Regions from separate parts of the Mus musculus genome. Here region 2 is linked to region 1. Evidence: chromatin contacts called from public promoter capture Hi-C data. All regions are on one chromosome and are shown on one strand. The core of a region is the stretch at or near the end of the contact, and the rest is flanking DNA. Distances in the headings are between cores, read along the strand shown.

Region 1 (4,958 bases), core at 1,286-3,785:
GAAATATGCGTTGCAATGGCATGGAGGTTTATATTTTAATTATTCAACAACCAAATATGTATTATGTTCTTTTCTGAATGTGCTAACAGATAAAATCATTGTGATAATATATATATTTATTTATTTATTATTTTGTGATCTGTGTTAGGGCATGAACATGGCACACATGTGTACATGAGTTGTGAACTGATTCTCTCCTTCCATCTTTTCATGAGTTCTAGGGATTGACCTCAGGTATCTGTGGGACACAAAAGATGCCACCCAGACCAGTCTAGCATGGTGCCTTACCCCCGATACCGCACAGCTGGATACTCCTTCAGGGTGGCACACAGGGTTGCGATCTGCTCTGCCAGGCGTTCCAGTATCGGATTCTTCATCTGCGCCTTGTGAGGGCTGTAGAAGCTTTGGAAAGAGTCAGCGGAGTCCAGGGAATACACCTGGAGCGACAGAGCAGGCAGGGGTGTAAGTCCTATCAGTGAGCAGCTGGAATGTCCGTCTGTCTGTCCATCCAGCTATCCGTCTATCCATCCATCCGTCCATCTGCCACCCTGGTGGCCTGCTCATGCTTTTGTTTATTCCAGTGCCAAGCACTTCAACTGTTAGTGACCAAAACATCTCTGCTCCCAAGGAGTCTGTCACATAGCAGGGGACGACAGACATTAAACACTCTGAAATAAACTATATGGGGTTGAAAACTGTAAACAGCTGAGGAAAGAGTAAAGCAGGCAAAGAATGCCCCAGATGGCTCTGTGTGTGTTCGCACGTGTGCACGTGTGTATGCATACATGGGTGTGCATACGTGGGTGTGCGTGCATGTGCATGTGTATGCCTGGACTCACAGGGGAGGGAGGTCTGAGAAGGGTCTCAAGGAGGTGAGGTGTTTGCTGCCAGCAGAAGGCTCGAGAAGGGAAGGGTGAAGCCCAAGATCTTACTTAGGGTGTGGTGTGTGCACCTAGCGTGTCCTGTGAGCGATGCTGGAGAGCAGTGCAAGTGTTCATAGGCCAGTCTGAGTTTGCTTTCAATAAACAACGCATGATCTGGAGATTGTGCCACAACTGTGGGCAAATAAGGGAGCTTTTTATAGGTTTAATGATATCCTGTCTCCAGCAAACTGCTCTAAGTACTCTCCTCCTCCTCCTCCTCCCACCCCTTTCTGTAAAGGGCTGTGGAAGTTCGACTCTCTCTTTAAGATGAAGCCAACCAACTCTCAGGATTCTCTCAAGTTCTCACTTGTTAAACTACCTGCACCTCCCTGTGAAAGTGGTGGTGGTGATGATGGAGACAAGGCCTTACTCTGTCCTTCAGGCTGACCTGAAACTCACAACTTAGCCCAGGCTCGTATTAGATTTGAGGTACTTCTCTGACCTCAGAATCCTAAGTGCTGGGTTACAGGGTTGAGAACAAGTTCAACTTAAAACGTGATTTGTATGTATGTATGTATGTATGTATGTATGTATGTATGTATTATTTATTTAGTTTTATTTTTGAGACAGGGTTTCTCTACACATCCCTGGCTGGCCTAGAACTCACTCTGTAGACCAGGCTGGCCTCAAACTCACAGAGATCTGCCTGCCTCTGTCTCCCAAGTGCTGGGACAAAAGGTGTGCCTGGTAAAAACTGATTTTTAAACTTCCTACTTTCTCATGCTTTCTGAAAAATAATGCTTTTATGTGCTAACCCTGGACTGCGTTTACTTAGGCGATGCTGGGGTATAGAGAAGCAGGTAAGCATATTCGGCTCTCCAGGGGGAGACAGGTTTCAGGGCAAGCAAAAAGGCACTGAGCCAGCTCTGATGTTCACATTGTACCTGTCCCCTCTCTTTTTCTCTTTCCTCTCCTCCCCACCCTATTTCCCTTTTCTTTTCTTTCTTTTCTTTCTTTTCTTTTCTTTTCTTTTTTTTTTTTTTTTTTTTTTTTTTTTTTTGGACAGGGTGTCATATAGCCCAGCTTCACCTCTAACTTGTTATAACTGAGGACAGCCTTGAACTCCTGATCCTCCTGCCTCTACGCACCTTCCAAGTGCTAGGAATACAGGCTTGCCACCACACTCAGTTTATAAAGCCCAACTGCAGCTGGCTTTGCGCCTTCTAGAGAAGCACTCTACCACCCAAGCTCCATCCAGCCCCTGCCTAACAATAGGCTACCCCACAGTGTTAGGAGCTCATCTATAAAGATCCATATATATCTTTCAATACCACAGAACACATACAAATCCTATGGTTTTTGGTTCCTTCTGCCAAGAGAAAACATTTGGATAAGCTCTAACATACTCAAATAAATTTCATATATTCTCTCAATCAGCTTTACCTTTGTGGAGATAAAAGCTTTATATTTTTTTCCACGGGGAGTTGCTGTTGGAACCTCCGGGTAAGGGTGGATGAAGTGCTAACAGCTTATGATGGAGGTGACCATCTGCTCTCAGCACATGACAAGCTGGGGTAACTGCCAATAAAAACAGCCTCCTATGCAGCAGATGGGTGCTCTAGAGTCTGCCCTTCCTCCTCGTCCCCTTTTAGGAACAAGCTACTTTGGTTATTCAAGGAGTCAGTGAAGAGGAGTGGGCAGTGCTCGGTGGTGCTTGGGCAGCACGGAGACCACTGCAGTCAGTAAGGGCGGGTGAAGGGATGACATCATCGGGCAGACACCATGGCAGCCCATTTCCCTTAAATAAACATCCGCACAGAAACAGACCGCACCTGGGACTCATAGGGGAGAAACGCAATGTTGATTTCCGTCAGCGTCTTGATGACTTTGGCTGCTCGGGATTTTACCAGCTCGTTAAATAGGGCATCTGGACACGCTGCAAGAATGAGAAAAAACAGTGGGGTTTCTGTCCATCCGTCTGTCCGTCCATTCATCTGCCAGCTCAGTCAACAGCCATGATGTCACTGCACCTATTTTTACTCAGATTCTAAAAAGGCACCTAGTAATACCTGCATCCCGTCCATGAGTTCCAGAGATGGAAAAGTACCTGCAGGGCCCTCAACACAGCAGCCAGCAGCTGACTGCGCTACCCAAGCCAATAAAGACTAGGTGCTGCTTCCAGGCAAAGGAGAGCACACAAGCAGGCGTTGAGAAAGGGTGAGGAAGAAAGCACACAGATTTGATGATGGAACCAAGAGCCAGCACAGGAGGCTCCTGGTGGAAAAACAGCTTGAGGTGCCAGGAGGGGTTCCATTCCTTTTCTGCAGTCTCAGCAGGGGTTGGGGTGTTACCCCGAGGGAGAAGAGTGGCGAGGCTACCACTCTGTCGCTGTGGCTGCTCCACTCGGAAAACTTATCCACACACAACCCAGCACAAAATCAAAAAGGCAACTCTGGGCCAGCCCATTGGAACAGTTATGGTCCAAAGACCTCACAGAAACAGCCCACGGGCTCCAGAGAATTCTGAATGGCCTTGTAATGGAGCACCCGGAAACTGTGCTCAGCAGGAAGCCCTCTGCTCCCAGAGGAGCCTGGTGGGCTAGCTTTCATCAGAAAGACAACAACTGCTACTACTTCTCCTTCTCTTTCTGATAGTGTTATACATTTGTGCATGTGTGTGTATACACTCAACGTGTGTGTGTATGTGTGTGTGTGTACACTTGTGCACGAGTGAATATATGCTTGTGCGTATGTGTGTGTATACACTCACATGTATGTTGTATACCTGTGCATGTGTGTGAGTATACACTTGTGCATGTGTGTGTGTGTCTTACAGTGTTCATCTGCTGAAGAGAGAAGATTAAGTAACTGTAGTACCGCTCATTTCTTCTGCTGTCCTGCCCCAGCTCAGCCTCCATGGAACTGTGAAGAAATGCCAACCTGGGCCAGCAGGAGCAGCCCATGGGGTACTTACAGTCTGTGAAGAACACATGCGCAGCCCGATATTTAGCAGTCGGCGGGTCCTTAAAATCACTGATCAGAGAGTGGACAGACTGTAAATAGGGGGGAAGGGGGACATTAAATTCAATTTTAGAAGCCAGTGCAACCTAAATCTGACTAAATCCACTGGTTTTGGGCTGCTTGTACTACAACAATGGTTTCCAGTGTGTGTCTCTAGTACTTCTGGTGTTTAGTCACAACCAGCTCTGAGCACTTAAAGGTAAGATTACTCCAGAATGTGGTTCACTCCAGAATGGCAGTGTCAGTGCCACTGGAACCTGGACTCACAAAACTGTTCAGAACCTTCGAGAAGATTCATAGGGATGTTCTGGCAGAAACTTACCTGAAGACCAGATTTTGAAAGTGAAGGCAATATGTGAAGACCAGGGGATTTTAAAAATAAATAAATAAATAAGCCCTTGGGGTTTCTATTGCTGAGCTAAACACTGTGACCAAAAGCAACTTGGAAAGGGAAGGGCCTACGTCAGCTCACAGTCCTATATCACTGTCTATTGCTGAGGGAAGGCAGGGCAGACACCTGAGGCAGGAGCTTAGGCAGATGCTACAGAGGAGCACTGCTGACTGTCTTGCTCTCTCGCTCAGCTTATTTTTGAAAGCACATACTACCCAGGACCACTTGGGCCTAGGAGTGGCACTGGCCACACTGGGCTGGGCCTCTCACATCAGTCACCAAGCAAGGAAGTGCCCTACAGACTTGCCTACAGATCATCTGGTGGATGATCTGGCATTTCCAAAACCAAAGTTCCTTTTCCCAGATTAACTTGTGTCAAGTTGACAAAAATAAAAACAGGGCTGGCGAGTTGGCTCAGCGGGTAAGAGCACTCACTGACTGCTCTTCCAAAGGTCCTGAGTTCAAATCCCAGCAACCACATGGTGGCTCACAACCACCTGTAATGAGATCTGACTCCTTCTTCTGGTGTGTCTGAAGACAGCTACAGTGTACTTACATATAATAAATAAACAAATCTTTAAAAAAAATAAAAAACAACAGCAAAACCAAACATCTGGCAAAAACTATCAGCAAAAAGGAGGAAAATGGTCCTGTAAGAATCTGATCTGAACAAGGTGGAAAAAC
Region 2 (4,762 bases), core at 791-3,290, 71 kb after region 1:
CCTACCTGCGCAGTGGTCACTAGGCCCGTGTTGACAGCTCAGCCGTGTGAAAGCGCAGAATAGCTGCAGTGGATGTTAACTGCACAGAGACCTTGCCGAGGGACATAGAACTCGTTCAGAAAGCTGTCATAGGCCCAGTGTAAACCATGTGCTGGGTACGAGGCTGTAACATAGGCTTAATTTTGTGGGACTCTTGTGCAGGCCAAGGAGGTTCCAACAAGAACTGTGGTTTGTGTGACAGGCAATGCATGTTTATGCCTTTCTAAGTCCATGGCTGTGAACACACCGTCAGCCCTGTCCAGGGGGCTCTGTGTCTGCCTGTGGTGATGGGACAAAGCTGTGTGGCTTTGGTCATGGCACTCTCCTTGGAGCTTCAGGTGACAGTAAGGTGGGAACACTGGCCCCATTTCTTGCCTCTGGGGTACCCATAGAGTGCTTGGCTTATGCCATGTACATGCGATAACTCTAACCAGATGGCTCTGAACTTCCGAATTTTTTTTTTTAGTTTCTTTTTTTCTTTCTTTCTTTTTTTTTTTAAAGATTTATTTATTTTATGTATGTGAGTATACTGTAGCTATACAGATGGTTGTGCGCCTTCATGTGGTTCCTTCATGTGGTTGTTGGGAATTGAATTTTTAGGACCTCTGCTCGCTCAAGACCAAGCTGGTAAAGTCAGCTACTTACTCCGGCCCAAAGATTTCTTTATTATTATACATAAGTACACTGTAGCTGTCTTCAGACGCACCAGAAGACGGTGTCAGATCTCATTGCGGGTGGTTGTGAGCCACCATGTGGTTGCTGGGATTTGAACTCAGGACCTTTGGAAGAACAGTCAGTGCTCTTACCTGCTGAGCCATCTCTCCAGCCCTGAGCTTCTGATTCTTTATTTTACCTCCCCATGCTGGGAATACAGGCATGGGCTCACATCCCATTTCCTATGGTGCTGGGGACAGCGCTCAGCACCCTGTGCGCGCTCTGCAAGCATCCCACCAAGTGAGGCACTATCCCTTAGCATTGAGGTTTATTTTGAGACCGAATGTCACCATGCTATCTAGGCTGGCCTTGAACTTGAAGCATTCTTCCTGCCTCTCAGCCTGCCTCAACTTTCCAAATCCTGAAATTTACAGTGTTCTATGTAGCTGAGCTTGTTGTGGAACTCACTAGGTAGATCAGGCTATCCTTGAAATCATAGAGACCTTCCTGCCTTTGCCTCCTGAGTGCTGGGATTAAAGGTAGAACCACCATGCCCATCTCAATCTCTCTCTCTCTCTCTCTCTCTCTCTCTCTCTCTGTGTGTGTGTGTGTGTGTTCTTTGGAATGAATGGAGTGTGGGGTGAGCTTAAGCTTTGGGCATCCATGTCCTACTGGACTCAGGAAAGTTTGCTCATAGTTGACAGGCACCTGAAGTCCCTGATTTGATCTTGAAGCTTCTGGTGGGTATTGGATGATTTTTTTTCTCTCCCTCTAGCTTGGACTCTTCTGGATTCTCAGATGGGAAAACTGAAATGATCTAAATGTTAGGAGGCTAGTAGGGTCACAAGGTCAAGGCCAGCCTGGAGTACATAGGAGACCCTGCCTCAGAAAGAAAGGAAGAAAGAAAGAAGGAAGGAAGGAAGGAAGGAAGGAAGGAAGGAGAGAAAGAAAGAAAGAAAGAAAGAAAGAAAGAAAGAAAGAAAGAAAGGAAGAAAGAAAGGAAGGAAGGAAGAAAAGAGGGGGAGGAGGAAGGAGGTAGGAAAGAAGAAAGAAGAACAAAAGGAAATATTTAACAGTCTTATCCTTTATTTCTTCACTGAGAAAACTGAGACTCTGAGAGGGAACAGAGGAGCCCACAATCTCAGAGGCCCAGGGCGCCTGACTGCCCTCCATGCTGTGGCCCAGCCCAGAAGCAGCCAGGAAGGGTGACTGGGCTCGGCCAGGCTGCAGAGGTTATAATTTTGAAAATTGAGTAAATAAACAAGTTCTCAGCAAGCAAGGCAGGCTCTGTGCGGCATCACAGACGGGCCTGTGTCTGAGGACAGCCCCAGCTTGTCCACTCAGACAGAAAACTGCATCTGGTTAAAAATAGCCAACGTGCCACTCTCCTCCCACCCCACCCCCACCCGTATTTAAGGCTGCCAGGAAAAGGGGAGGGGGACAGATTGCCCTTCCTTATGTGGAGTTGGTCTCAGCTCTCTGGGAACGACCACGGGACAGCTCTCCAGGCTATGCTCAGGACGGTCACTGTGTGACTTTGGTCAGGTCTCCTCGAGTTTCTGGGCCTCAGTTTCCTCCTTCTTTAAAGTAGTGGTGATCCCATTTCAGGGTGACAAGATGAGAAGGTGGTGTGGGTCAAGTGTGTACACACAGCAGGCCCTTTGTGTCTCTCTGACCGGACTGGAGCCTCAAAGGCTGCTCTTTTACTCTTGGGCTGAGGTGGGGGCTCCTGCATCAAGCAGAGGGGTTATTTTCTTACTGATCCAGGGCTCCCCTAGTGCTAGGAGGCCAAGCCTCCTTCCAGGCAGAGCTGTTGCAGGCAGCACTGCTTGGCTTTCCTGTTTTCCTGTGGAGAGTGTAGTGGAATCCAAGACTAGCTACTTGGGGTCCTGCCCTGCTGGCCCGGGCCCCTCCACCCACATGGGGCCCAGCAGACTTCCTGTACAATTAGGGGCTGCCACCGCCTCCCCACCCCCTGCCCTGGTCACATGGAGAGCTTTTAAGAGGCTAGCTCTGTGTATCAAGAGGCCAATCAGCAATAGATGGACTGAGAGCTGTGTGGTGCCTTGGACTACACCTGCCTCTAGTCTGAGCCCTTTCCCCATAATACAATGTACTACCTTCTCTAGACCCTTCTAGGCGCTTCTGTACCTTGGAGTCATGTTATAGATACTAAAAGACACTACAGGACTCTCAGCCTCATTCTGTGGTCCCCAGTGGGGCCCTTGGCCACCCGGGTGGCCCTCCTTACTAACATTTGTAGCATCTGAGGGTTGGCTCCTCTGGGCTCCTCCTGGGCTTCCCTGGGTGGACAGTGGCTTTGGTGATGACAGCCTGCTTTTCCAGCTACTGGCCAAGCACCTTTAGGTCAGTTAAGTGTCTCCTTTGAAAAGGGTGTCACTGATCCTTAATGGTTGCAAAGGTTATGACTTTGTGTGTGTCTGGGAGTCATCACTCCCGTGATGATGGCACCGTGGTACTTACTACGTAGGTAGGTGGGAATAAAAAGAAGCCACATGGGGCCGGAGAGATGTTTCAGCGGTTAAGTGTGCTTGTTGCTCTTGCAAAGGGTCCAGGTCCCAGTGTGGTCACTCACAGTCATCCCTAACACCAGATAGGAGGGAGCCGAAGCTCTCTCCTGACTTCTACAGTTGTGCAGCTGTTGTACCCATGTACACGCAGGCCAAACATGATTCAGACAAAATATAAACTTATAAGTAGATGATAGAGAGACAGATGGAGAGATTGGGGGGGCACCACTTTCCAACCTGGATGCATAAGAACCTTGGAACCCTCTGCCTGAGGGCTTGGGGTTTGTGGTCCACAGGGGTGGATGGTTGGAGGGTATGGGCTTGGCTGCTTTCAGGTGTAGGGGAGCCCGGGCTTTCTCTCTGTTCCTCTTGGAAGGAGCACTCTGGCCTATTGTGTTTGCGGCCACAGGCACAAGGTGCGTGCATCCACACGGGGTTTCCTTCCTCTGCCTCATTCTCCATAATGTGACTCACTGCCTTTCAGATCTTTGTTCTCGTTCTGGAGGGTAAGGCCAGGGATTTGGACAGCCTGGCCCTCCTCCTGGGCTCCTGACTCCTGTCTCTGGACTTGGCTGAACTCTTAGGGTGGCAGGCAGGGGTCTCTGCCCCATTTGAGACCCCTGTGTACTTGACACTGAGTTGGTGGCTGCCAAGCCCAGAGCCCTAGGTTCTGCCTGTGCAAAGACGTGTCCAGTTGACTGCTGTGAAGTTGCCACCTTTCCTTGAGAGCTTGCTTTTGTCCTGTGGGATAATTATTGTCGTTTGCTCTCCTGTCACAGATGGAACAGCTTCCTGATGGCCTAGGGTCCCCTGAGTGGGTTCAAGGCCAAGGCAAGCACTTTTACCCTCTTAGTGACTTTATTCCTTGTTACCTGTCTTAGAGAGGTGTAGTAACGGGGGGGGGGGGTCGTCAGGTTGCTGGCTTCACACAGTGCTGAGGTTGGGGAGCTAGGAGTTTGTGTCCCTCAGCAGAAAGATAAGTGCTGAAGTTGCTGTGGCTGAAGCCTTGAGAACTTCTAAAGGCCAGGCAGGAAGTGGTAACCTGAAGAGATTGGTGGTCTGTGCACCCACAAGGCTTAGAGGAAAGAGACTAAGCCCTGGGTAAACCTATGTAGCCACCCCACAAGGAGATTTAACCGTAGCCTAGTATGTAGCCAAATGGTATGGCAGGATACTGCCTAAACAGGGAAGTAAAACAGTGTATCAGAAGGTATCATCCAGCAGTGAAAATTGTAGCAGCAAGGGAAAGAATAATCCCCTACCCCCAACCCCCAAACAGGGCTTCTCTGTGTAGTCCTGCCTGGCCTAGAACTCAGATCTGTAGATCAGGCTGGCCTTAAACTCAGAGATCTGCCTGCCTCTGCCTCCCAAGTTCCAGAATTAAAGACATGAACCTTCACCCCTGCCTGCCGCCCCCTGCGTCCCTTCCTGCTCTTACCCGGTCGATAGAAATCTGAGCTCAGATCATCTTGCTTGCACGGCAAGCATTTCACCTGTTGATCCATCTCTCCATTCCTTTCCTGATTTTTTTCCCCCTA

Evidence for each region. Capture Hi-C pulls out chosen DNA fragments and counts their contacts.
Region 2: a promoter capture Hi-C map of pancreatic islet shows a contact between it and region 1. The contact joins two enhancer-like sites. A contact is called at or near these places in 2 of 115 datasets of contacts at active chromatin or transcription factors (both in embryonic stem cells) and 4 of 9 other capture datasets (adipose tissue, embryonic trunk, liver and 1 more).

What each region holds. Positions count from the first base shown.
Region 1 is chr2:32,814,591-32,819,548 of GRCm38.p6, forward strand. It overlaps Stxbp1 (syntaxin binding protein 1), which reads right to left. Exons shown (of 19, transcript NM_009295.2): 5 at 3,837-3,915; 6 at 2,696-2,799; 7 at 289-437. Among named protein-coding and RNA genes, the nearest start is that of Gm24165, 15 kb to the right of the region's middle. Within about 2 kb of position 2,536, at least 53 of the 459 cell types and tissues checked have an H3K27ac peak or open chromatin away from gene starts, as enhancers often do. A contact at or near this core is called in pancreatic islet, where this site is marked.
Region 2 is chr2:32,886,186-32,890,947 of GRCm38.p6, forward strand. All of the region lies in intron 1 of Niban2 (niban apoptosis regulator 2), which reads left to right. Among named protein-coding and RNA genes, the nearest start is that of Gm13523, 5.7 kb to the left of the region's middle. Within about 2 kb of position 2,041, at least 56 of the 459 cell types and tissues checked have an H3K27ac peak or open chromatin away from gene starts, as enhancers often do. A contact at or near this core is called in pancreatic islet, where this site is marked.